Linked DNA regions of Macaca mulatta: region 1 is linked to region 2. The links are chromatin contacts, called in public Hi-C maps. All regions are on one chromosome and are shown on one strand. The core of a region is the stretch at or near the end of the contact, and the rest is flanking DNA. Distances in the headings are between cores, read along the strand shown.

Region 1 (5,959 bases), core at 2,919-5,418, 1.1 Mb after region 2:
GTCTTGCTCTGTTGTCCAGGCTGGAATGCAGTGGTGCGATCTCGGCTCACTGTAAGCTCTGCCTCCTGGGTTCATGCCATTCTCCTGCCTCAGCCTTCCTGGTAGCTGGGACTACAGGCACCGGCCACCACACCCAGCTAATATTTTTATATTTTTAGTAGAGACAGCGTTTCACCACGTTAGCCAGGGTGGTCTCGATCTCCTGACCTTGTGATCTGCCCGCCTCGGCCTCCCAAAGTGCTGGGAATACAGGCGTGAGCCACTGCGCCCGGCCCACAAACTGAATTTTAAAATATTCTTGGTTATTTCAGGTAAGTAGGCAGAATATATTAATTCATAAATCTTTCAATTCTGCATAAAAGCTAGTATATTTCTATCTCAAAATAGAGTAGTGAAAGCCAGCGGCAGTGCTGAGTGCCTGTAGTTCCAGCTGCTCAGGAGACTGAGGCGGGAGGATTGCTTGTGCCCCAGAATTTGAAGCTATAGGGCATTATGATTGCACCTATGCATAACCACTGCATTCCATCCTGGACAACATTGTGAGACCCCTTCTCCAGGGGCAGTTTGGAGAAGATAATCACCAAATAGAAATTTTAAGGTGGAGCATGATGGCCCCTTCCTATAATTCTAACACTTTTGGAAGCTGAGGCAGGAGGATCCCTTGAGCCCAGGAGTTCAAAACCAGCCTGGGCAACATAGCAAGACTCTGTCTCTAAAAAAAGTTAAATTGGCTGGGCATGGTGGCACATGCCTGTGGTCCCAGCTACTTGGGAGGCTGAGGTGGGAGGATCCTTAATCCCAGGAGGTCGAGGCAGCAGTGACCTGTAATAACCACTGTATTCTAGCCTAGGTGACATACTAAGACCCTGTCTCAACAACAACAACAAAAAAAAAAAGAAAAAGAGATTTTAATTTCTTTTGAGCAGAGCCAAGGGTTAATCATAGAAAAGTAAAAAAATCCTTGTTCTCTAATAAAATTCGTATGTGAGGTTATTATTTTGGAAAAAACTAGATCCAACAAAATTCTAAATGGTATTTAAAAAGCAAAATATTATGCATATAAGCTACAATTGATTTAAAGTTTTCCAGTTTTATTTTGGCTGTCTTTAGATATTAATATCCGGTAGCTCTAGCAATTTTTTAATTAAATGAGAAATACGTATATTGGTCAGATTAGGCAAATTCTGTTTTGCAGCAATCCTTGCCTTTAAGGATGTTTTTATTCCTTATTTTGTTTTCTATTGAAGAAAGACTTGTTTTCTGTTAAAAAAAAAAAAAGGCATTATCAAAATGGAAATTAAGAAATACCAGTTGTATGTAAATCATACATATGAAATATGCAAATGAATCATACACATTGGGCATAAGACTAATCAAAAGAGCTTTCTTAAATGAGGATCAAAATTGAATTAGAAAAAAATAATTATTTTTAAGAAGGTATTTTTCTGTTTGTTCACATGGTATATTGACTATGACACAAAGCTAGCTTTCTTAATATTTTATTATGTTCAACCAAGATAGAGTGGCAACCATAGTGATGCAACCAGGAAAATATAACCAAATGTAATAATGAAATGAATCAAATAATTTCTCTTTACTGCGGTTTTTGTAGTTGAGAAAATAATGCGATATTATTTTTCAACAGGTATATTCCTATTTACCAGCCTTGGGGAAAACTGGTGTGCTTGGGTCGGGAAAGATTCAGATATCAAAGAAAATAGGACAGCGGCCTTGTTTTGACTCTCAGAGAGCCTTACTAATGTTGAATGGTACTAAACAAAAACAAGTCGAAGGGCTGCCGGAGTTACCGTAAGTGATGCTGATATCCCAGCTGTGCTTTATTTTGGAGTACAGCTCTTTTTCTGATGCATTTCTTGAACTTTATGGTTATCTGTGATACTGTCTGAATTATATTGATTAGACCAAAACTCAATTTTTAGATGTATTTGATCAACATTTTCTGTTTCTGTAATTCAAGGTACATGCTTTCTTTCTGCTTCCCAAAAGAAATAAAACTGGTCATCCAATTATTGATGCATTGTTGATGAAATACAGTTTTACACAATTTTTGTTCTATGATTTGAATTACTACTTTGCCATAATATAGATGGAATTTCAGAATGCATGGTCATATGAGATATCCTATATCGTAATAGTAGTTTTCCCAAAATGAGAAACCACCTCTAAAAGTATAGGGTGTATAAAAGTGTATGTCGTATAAAACTCAGTAAAGTTCTGTGAGAGGAAGAAGAGAATAGAATCAGAATATGAAACTGAGAATGGGGAGCAGAGACCTGCTTGATCTTAGCTTTCTGCTTTATTCTCTCTGTCAATATATGGTTTAACTGGTCTTTTGCTCTTTATTTGACATTTTGTATTTATAAATTTAGTGAGCAGTTGGGGGAGTAAGACTAATAAAAGAAAATTAGTGCACTGAAATTTGTTTCTACACAGTTGAAATAAATTTTAAAATTAGAAAGCAGTAAAGATTGAATGAGCAAGGGGGTTTAAATTAAAAGGAGGCTAGACTTTTAAAAAATACCATCTAATGTATGCTGGCACGCCTTGCTGAAAAACAAGCTTTCCTTATTTCTTAATTTTCCTTTCAGAGACCTGAACCTTGCTAAATGTTCCTCAACATTAAAAAAATTGAAAAAGAAGTCAGAAGGAGAATTGTCCTGTTCCAAGGAGAATTGCCCCTCTGTAGTTAAAAAGATGAATTTTCACAAGACTAATCTAAAAGGTATTCCAAGTATCTAAATTAATTTATGCTAAGAACTTTTCGTTGTTATAGTCAGTACTTGCAGGTTTCACACATTTGCCCTGATGAATACTTGAACTTAAATATTGGACTAGGTCCAGGAAGTACCTTCTTGGATAACGTATTATTTTCTTGAACTGTCATTTATGCAAAGAAAGTGATTGTTTAATACCCAGTATAATAGAGTATTCCTTCCTTTTTTTCCTCTCCTTGCCGTTACAGATATGAAACACAGTGTAGCATTCATTGAGCTCATTCCAGACTTGCCCGCCTTACTTTTCTATTCCATCTCAACCTGTGCTGCTTAGGATCAGTGTCTTCTGATTTGAAAGTATAATTCAGTCTTCATCTCTTTCAGTCCTAGACATTTTGTGAACAAAGAATGAAGAGTAGGCTATGTTACATAGCTGTGTTAAGCATATGGGCTCTTTTCTTCCAGGCATTGAGCCCAGACTATGAAATGTGTTTGGCTTTTGGTTCTAACTATACTGGAACCTAAGTACCTAAAGGATGAAATAACAAGAATAGCGTAATAATTCACTTTGGCACCTCTTTTACTTAGACACCTCTTAACTTGCAAATGAATCTTCCGGAAGTCTTTACCTGGCCAAAGTAAATTGCTGAGTCTTTTTTGTTGTTGTTGTTATTTATGAGTTATATCTTGTTTTTAATACAAATATTAACATTATGACACCCATGGAAATAGTGACAGTGAAGTGCTTATATTTTAACGTGATATAAGTTCATAATTGCATATTATAGATTCAGAATAACTGTTCATTTGGCTTGGAATATGAAAATTGTATTAAATGAGAACTCAGATATTAATTTCACAAATCAGCGTTCCTTTTTCTTTGTTTTATTGTTTCAAAAAGTAAAATGAATATGAATGATTTTAGGCAGAACAGCAGAAGGAACTGGGAGAGAGGAAGAGAATTGAGATATAGTAGAGAAAAACTTCAAAAGCTTTTTATGCATGTAAAAAATGTTTTTGTAGAAGTTACAGAGATAATCTGTAAAACTGAACACTGTAAAAATGTGCTTAGTATTTTATAGCAATAACAAATTTGATTCAGTATTTCATTTTGTTTCCTAAGCAGTCATTTATAGTAAATTTTTTTAAAATTCCCCTTAAATAATCACTTATATCTTATTAACCTTGGTTATAACAGTGATGGATATAGACAATTTTAGCCAGAAGGCATTAATTGCATCTCTCCTAGAAAAAAACCTTGTCTTTCTATTTGTTACTCTTGTTCAGCTTTAAATGGTACTAGGGATTTTTTTTTTACGTCCGTGTGTGTGTGTGTGTGTGTGTGTGTGTGTGTGTGTGTGGTGTGTTTATATTAAGATTCCTCCATTTCTCCCTCTCTGTGCTGTTGTAGCCAAGCCAGACAGCCTATTGAGAAGCAGCAAACCATCTGTTAATGGATTTGAAGTTCTGAATTATACTTGAGTGTGTAGAGGCACTCATGCTTAGCCAGAAACATTCATTTGAATTAAGCTATAAATGCTGTATAAAAAAGAGCCATACATTTAACGTAGGTTCATGAATAAATTTAAGAGAGGGCAATTGCACTCTAAACTTTTATTGCTGCAAAACCCAGTATTTTCGGTGTTCTCTGATCATTTGGGGGTTTTATAGCAGGATTGAAGCTTTAAACCTTGAACTAGGGGAGACAATGCCTGTGTTAAACCTTTTGCGGTAGAATTTCATTGCTGAATCGCTGATAGAACAGAAGCAATATGGATTGGTGGGGGTCCTTCCCTTCCCCCCCCCTTTTTTAATGCAGGAGATGTTTAAACCAGTCAAAAGGAAAACTCAATAAATAATTTTCTGGCATGGGGCCAGATCTCCTAGTTCATGCCCTTTGATTATTTTCTTTAGTTGATATCTTGTCTTCTCTGGAATAATCTATTAATTTTTTATGGCAGGAGAAACAGCCCTGCATAGAGCTTGCATAAATAACCAAGTGGAGAAATTGATTCTTCTTCTCTCTTTGCCAGGAATAGACATCAATGTTAAAGGTAAGTTTTAAATCTTTGTGGTCTAGTCCAATGTCTTAATATTTGTGATATTAAACAGTTTTATATCACATTAAGAAAAATTATTTAAGTAAGTTTACCTAAGGTATCTTAAAAGTATAAGAAAAATTTCTTAGCAAAGCCAAGAAATTTATCATATATTGATTTATAACTAATAGTATAAAAACATTTTTGTGTTCATATTTTGATAATACCCAATATTAATATTTTAAAATTGTTTTTAAATTTTTAAGGTAGAAATATGATTACACCCTAGACATTTTTATCACAGCATTCTTTTTGTATATGAAGCACCTAGAAAGTCACACTGATGAGAAAAGTAGAACATCAGTACTTTCCTACCAAAAGTCCTACTTCTGCCGTTTTAAAACTTGCCTTGATTTCTAATTTAGACAATGCTGGCTGGACGCCTTTGCATGAAGCCTGTAACTATGGCAACACAGTGTGTGTCCAGGAAATTTTGCAACGTTGTCCAGAGGTAGATCTGCTCACTCAAGTGGACGGGGTGACTCCTTTGCATGATGCACTGTCAAACGGACATGTAGAAATTGGCAAGCTGCTACTACAGCATGGGGGTGAGTGTGTTTATGCTAAATGGGTTTTGATAAATTATCCAGTTTTTTGATGAATCCTGCAGAGGTAGATAACATTTTATGTTTAAAATCTGCAAGGAAAGATGCCTTTATTTCATATTAATGAAAAAGTAAGGATAAAAAGTCTCCTAAAATGTAAGCACCCTTTATTAGTAGAGATAAAAGCGTTTTCATAATATATATTTGTTTATGTATGTATTATTAAGCTTATTTAGGTTCGTGTATGAGAGTTTATTTTTGAATTGAGTTTGCTGGTTTTAAATATTTATCCTTTTCCTTCAGGTGTGTAATGTCTTTGTGAGCCAGTCATTTCTGAAAGCTTATTGATAAAGGGATACAAATGTTCAATTGTGATTGCCTGGATTTTTTCATTCTTTTTTCATTTCCTGTATATAACTACAAACTCAATCTTATTTTTAATGAGTCATTTCTGTACAGACTGTAAAGAATGATATCCTAGAATATTTTTCATCATTCGCATTTTGCAGCCAATTAAGTTAAAGCAGGAGGATTTTCAAATGGTGATAACTGTTATGCAGGGGTTTTGTGAAGGAGGGTA
Region 2 (6,086 bases), core at 1,161-3,660:
TTTTAATGAGAACTAAAGAAAACCCAAATGTAGATGAAGTGTACCGTAAAAGCTGCTTCAAAGTCCATCTTAATTCCCTTGGGCTCAGTCATCACGAACGTGTGATAATTGGGAGTTCTGCACGGAGGTAAGGCTGCCATGGGGTGGGGAGTCTCGCAGATGTACCTCCCTGCCCTGTAATTCCAAATACATTTCAACCAATAACTTGGAGATATTACAGAACCCAGATTTGGCTACTCCACCTTCAAAGGCTACCTGCCCATTAAAGACATTTTGTTTTCTTCCAGAGAGACGGTGCTCACTAGGGGAGTCTCATTCTGTGTCCCACCCCACCTCACCCCCCAGCAGGCTGGTATAGGCTGGACCATATTCTAAGGTTTTGATCATTATTTTGTGATCAACTCTGTTTAATTTTCTATTTATTTTCGGACCTGAGCCTTTCTGGATCACAGAAGTCCCCACAAGTAACACAGCAATAAATCTGAACAAAAATAAGACAGATTTCCTCATCGATGTGTAATAAAGTTAAAGGACATTGTTTTGTCAGACAAGCGCTAAGTAGAAAATAAATCTCAGAGTCTGGGGAAACAAAACGGAGCGCTGCTGGCATGTGTGTAAATTTACTTTTAAAAGCAATAAATCAATGTTAAATTAAACAGCTGGGTACCCTGTCTAGGAGAAGGTTCCGTGTTTAAGAAGACCTTGATGGGAGAAATGTACTATTTAACAAGACACACACACACACACACACACACACACACACACACACACACACACAAAGTTAAATTTTTATTGACATCCGGAGGCAAGACTGCCCTGGGAACTTTTCCTCTGAACTTCGGAGAGGGAGAGGGAAATAAGAGAGAGCATGAATTGGGTCTACTGTCCATCCTCAGATCTTTACACATATTTTCAGGCATAAGGAGACAAGGAGGTTTAGTAGAAATGTTTTAGATGTGTTCTAAATTGTTGGTTAAACTATGAAGTCTCTCTTTATTGGCTTAGATTTGTTGGGTGGGTAGTGATTTTTCTGAGTTTTTTTTTCCTGTAAGTACTATGACCTGTGAGCGTGTTGAGCATATTCTTATCTCATGCTTCCTTTATTCTTAATGTGGTTGTTTTGCACAGCAAATAGCACAGTAGAAAAATCAAGAGGACTGTTATTTCATATCTATTGTGCTTATGTTCATTGAGGAGCAATGAACATAATCTCAGCAAACCTGAGATTGGAATAGCATTTGATATTCAACAGGAATATTTTAATATTTCATTTTCTAATTTGTTTTTGTTTTTGTCGTTATTTTACAAAGCTTCACTTCATTGGGAGAAAATTGTGTGTGGGGTGGTGGAGATGAGGAACAATAGAAAAGCCTAGCTCTGGCTCTGTATTCTAAGAACAATGTGAATCAATGAGCTATTATAGAGGCAATATTCAATAGCAGGAAATTAAGAGTAGTTTAAGACTAGCATGTATATACGCGGATTCTTTTCCAGCCTTAAACTGAAATTCCAGAAAGACTCTTTAGAAAGCACACATATTATTGAGATGAACTCTCCCAGTCTTATCAATTCAGACCGGCTGGTTTAAAAGAAAAATATGGGGTTCCTGACTCTACAGAAATCAGCAGATTATTCTTTACTTTCTTCACATTGAAATCCCAGAAGCTTTATTTGGTAGTTACATTGTTAGCCCAGTTCCAAAGGATATTCATATAATTAGGTAATATTATTCAAACTTTAAAATTATTCTTAAAAAGTGCTTTAACCCCACCCCCTTCAAGCTACACACTAACAGGGGTATTGGCAGCTTTCTAGCTACCTTTGACTTTTCTTCAGCCAAAGGAAATATCAAAGACCCAGTTGCCTGGAGAAGAATAAAGTTATAGCATTTATATTTAGGAGGCAGCATTCCATTTCCATGACCATCAGTGGCTTGTTAAGTAAATCTGTGTCTTATGCCACTCGGAGAGAGCTCAGATCGCCTGTCAGGAGGCATCTGGGCAGCCTTGTAAACTCAGAATGACTTCTCAAATCGTGCTATGTTTTCCCAGCGATGCGCTTTCCTCTGCGCTGAAGCCCTGGGAATCATTTCAGCCCAAGGTGAGCCTTTCAGGCACTGCTCTTTGTCCCCATTTGGATAAGAAGGTGCAAAACTAGTTAGACACTGGGCTGGCTTTGGGGAGGTGGTAGGAGGGTATGGAGAGGCGGCCTGTTCTAATTAAAGACAATAAGCAATCCTGCGAGGAGCTGTCCTTTAGCCTTGGCTGGAGGCAGAATGGTTTGTCTCACCTCAGTCGTTAAATTCGGTGAGGCGAAGAGCAGAAACTTGCAGGTAGCTCTGGGCTCAGGTGAGACTGGGCAGACGGTTAAATCACAGCAAGTGATCTCGAAGTCCCCCTTTACCTCGCCATCCTCTCTCCCTCTGTGCTCGACTCGGGCGTACTTTGATTCTAACTTTGCTTGCTAGATGGCGCTCGGTGTCTCAGGACTTTCTGTTTCAGAATTAAAGCGGCTTTTTAGCACCGTTGTTCTGAACTATTTGTGGGCATTTGATTAGTACAGTGCTGGTAATGTTATTATTGCCCTTGTTTTCTTCACACTTGTTCTCTTTTTGATTAAGGTATCGTCCAGGTGGGAGCTGCCAGTCTTAATCCATATAATAATTGAAATTCAGGGAAACTCTGCATCTAAATTTAGGGCACATTTGTGGTTTAATTACCTGTTCTGGTGCACTTAAAAAGGCACCTTAGTAACTTTCCTCCAAGAGTCTGATTGAGGTTTCAAGAGGACAACTCAGCAGGTCCAGATGGTGATTTACAATCTTTGAAGTTTCCCACTAGAGTCCACCACCCTCTCCCACCACTACTCCCCATTCTCACTCAAAGATGAATCAGGCTGATTTGGAGAACTTATTACTTTCATTTGTCATTATGAGATAGCATTAATTGATTGAAAAAGTATTATGATTATAGCCCAAGTACTAAAAATTTATGTCTACAAAGAGATACATTTTAATCTTAGTAATGAAAGTCACTACCTAGCTTGTTTCACAAGAAGGATGACTTGTGGATTCTAATGTATATTTATTTCAATCACTAAATGATTCTTCTCAGATATTCAAAACACTTTTGGGGAGATTCCTTTGTGTTGAAGCATGAAGAGAGAAAATCAGTAGTTCTAAGTTTCTGGTGGAAAAAATTAAGATAAGCCAAAAAGACCTGAATATTGTTTTGTCGAATGAAGATGTCATTTTCACAGCACCCACTGTTCTCATACCATTGTCTGTTTTTTAAAGAAAGGATTGCAGGTGAGGAAAGGCAACGGTTGCAAATTAAAGAAAAATATCTCTTTATAACTTTAAACACTTGGACATGGGAGAGTTTAACTTGTTACTTGCTTTTAGGATTTGGAAACTAATTGTAAGAAATGTTCTACCTTTGGGGGAAATTAACAACATACAGAGCTGGGTGGTTTGGAAACCTTTTGTCAAACCTTGGCTGCTTTGGTGAAGAACCCCGCAAAGTCTCTCTCTAGGTGTTAGGCTGAAACTAGCAGGCGCTGAAAACCTAAAGCAGAAAATTTACAACTTGATCAGCCCCAGCCACACACCAAAAAACCTGCTACTGGTGCAAACATATGTTCCAGATTAAGTTAAGCAAATGGCTCTCATTTTTTCAGGTTGAAAGTTGATCATGGAAATTCAAATTTGAGTGCATTGTGCTTCTAATAGATCACTAGATCGTCAAACGCTTACAAATCCTCCCCAACCATTTATTCAATAAATTTCATGTATTTTATTACCTTCTTGAGATCCTAGCTTAGAATCTCATGCAAATTGACTCTAGTCGGGTATTATTTTCCAGGAACACATGTAGTTTTAAAAGTTGGCTAGGTTGAAAACTGGCTGTATTCTTCCTTCTAATGTTACACTGCTAAATAGCTGAAGTGTAACTCAGTTGTTTTAATGCTTTCTCTGTTTCCTCGTATACCTACTAACTTTTAAAAACAGAAATTAAACTGCAGGATTTATTTTAAAGTTTCATTTGCTGGAGAAGTGAGTGATTTTTTTCACAGCATGAGGCAAAATAAAGGAGTGTTACCAAAGCCTTTAATTATGTCAGGAAAGACTGAAATCATGGTATTTCTTTTAATGGGGGTAACTATCTTTTGCAACCTCTCTGTGGTCATCCAGCCACCTCCCAATTAAATTATTTGAAGACCAGCGTGGCTACTAAAATGCCTGGTAAAGAAGTTTAGAATTAACTCCCCACTTTCCAAGGTAACTCTCTTGCAAGTTGCAGAGGATGGAGCCAGGCATCAGACACCTGGGGTCCCTTCTTTCTTAATCGCGGGAGTTTGAAGTCATCCCCCTTTACCTCTTCGCATTCGAATGATCATCCTGCAGATTTTAACCGATATTGTCATGTTGAAGTTTGGTAGTTATTGTTTACATCTCTCCCTTCCCCAAGGGGTCTTGGGAAACGTTTAAGAGATTATTGATTTCCAAGAAACCAAATAAAGAAGCTGTTCTTTTATAACATATGAAATACACACTTTTCTTTAACTAAATAGGCAGTGTATATTTGACATTGACAAATGGGCAAGAGATAAGGAAACTTATTTTAAAAGACTTTGAAGGGGAAAAAATGGATTCAACAGCAGCAATCCTATGGAATAGTAGGGTTGGAATTAAAACAAACGCTTGGATAATAAGGAAAAAAATAGTCATCTATGCTGTAAAATGGTTTAAAGTTTCACTGAACACACACAGATGGCGAGCAAACATCACTGAAGATGCTCCTCTCAGGGGGACCTGATCAGTATCCTCAATGTTCTGATTTATTATAAAGAAAATGAGTTTCCCATGCTTCTTTTCTTCACATTTTTCTCTGGCAAAAGTGGTTCTGAAATTTCTACTCAGGTCTGGGAGTTTCTGACGTACTTACAATAATCCAGAAAAGTCATTCTGAAACTGGATTAGGAGTATACTTTTTTTAAAAAAAGTAAGACTTTCTTGATTAATGAAATGCAGATCTTAACTACTCCTTTCCTCCAAGTCATAAAGGAAATCCCTCGTGAAAGAAAGCGATTCCCAAAACCCAGACTGAGAGAGTAAACCTTAGGCACTCAGGAGTTCAATAAGGGCTGTCCATTCCACCCCAAATCTCCACAACTCCCGTAGCCCTGACAGAGGAAAACCTCATGTCCTTCTCTGCACCTGATTCCCTTTGCTTGCTCCCGAACTCCGGAAGGCTAGAACGAATTTAGCCAAAGATGGAAGGAAACTCAGCTCATGGAAGCTCCCCAAAAGGGTTCTGGCCAAAGATATGTAAACATTATGTAGATATTTCAGTTGCAGGTTTAGATAGTGGGAGATGGATCCTAGTCTAGAATATTCGAGTCTTCAAGTCACTATTATTCAACAGGTCTTTGCTACGCTGCACACTTCAGATGCCAAACTGCGTTAGCTAACGTGAGTTTTTCCCCGTTTTCCTGGGAGGGTCGTGTTGCTAGTTTAGTTTCCGGCATGGCTGAGTTTCTCTAGTAGCATGGATTTATCTTAGCATTTGGGCAAAATGACTCTTGAGATGGAAAATATGACCTAACTACGGGGGAAAAAATATTTGAGCAGAACTCAGCAGTTACTTTGCAGAATACGAAAAGACAAAAAGTTTGTGCAAGTAGTGCTGTGAGAAAGCAGTGTGTTGATGATGGCTGTTCCGAGAAAACAAACTAAATTGTTAACCCATCAAGGAGTTAATAAAATATTTGTATGTCTTATGGGACATAAAAATAAAGTGTTTTGAAGCTAAATTTTTGCCTTAGTTTACTGAAAAATTTCCTTGCAATACTATGGCAAATAGATAATAATTTATCCTGAAATGTATTGTAGTTCATGTTACTATACAGAAGCAGTTTTCAAATAAATTTATTGAGGGAATTTTATAGGTAATAAACCCGTTAACTTAAGATATTAGGGTTCTCTCCCTTTTCACTTATTCCTGACTCTTCCCAGCATAGTTTGGATCAAGTTGGTTTGAAGTTATTTCAGTACAATTGATATTTAATAGAAATTTGGTTTTGGC

Evidence for each region. A called contact is a pair of places that touch in the nucleus more often than the background predicts.
Region 1: a contact with region 2 is called in a Hi-C map of fetal cortex germinal zone, with 2.7 times the contacts expected there. The contact joins two enhancer-like sites. A contact is called at or near these places in 2 of 14 Hi-C or Micro-C datasets (fetal cortex germinal zone and fetal cortical plate).

What each region holds. Positions count from the first base shown.
Region 1 is chr6:101,055,418-101,061,376 of T2T-MMU8v2.0, forward strand. SLF1 (SMC5-SMC6 complex localization factor 1) reads left to right here. Exons shown (of 20, transcript XM_078004988.1): 16 at 1,646-1,809; 17 at 2,610-2,743; 18 at 4,697-4,789; 19 at 5,200-5,382. Among named protein-coding and RNA genes, the nearest start is that of SLF1, 69 kb to the left of the region's middle. Within about 2 kb of position 4,169, at least 8 of the 40 cell types and tissues checked have an H3K27ac peak or open chromatin away from gene starts, as enhancers often do. A contact at or near this core is called in fetal cortex germinal zone and fetal cortical plate, where this site is marked.
Region 2 is chr6:99,981,516-99,987,601 of T2T-MMU8v2.0, forward strand. No RefSeq gene overlaps it. Among named protein-coding and RNA genes, the nearest start is that of NR2F1, 26 kb to the left of the region's middle. Within about 2 kb of position 2,411, at least 14 of the 40 cell types and tissues checked have an H3K27ac peak or open chromatin away from gene starts, as enhancers often do. A contact at or near this core is called in fetal cortex germinal zone and fetal cortical plate, where this site is marked.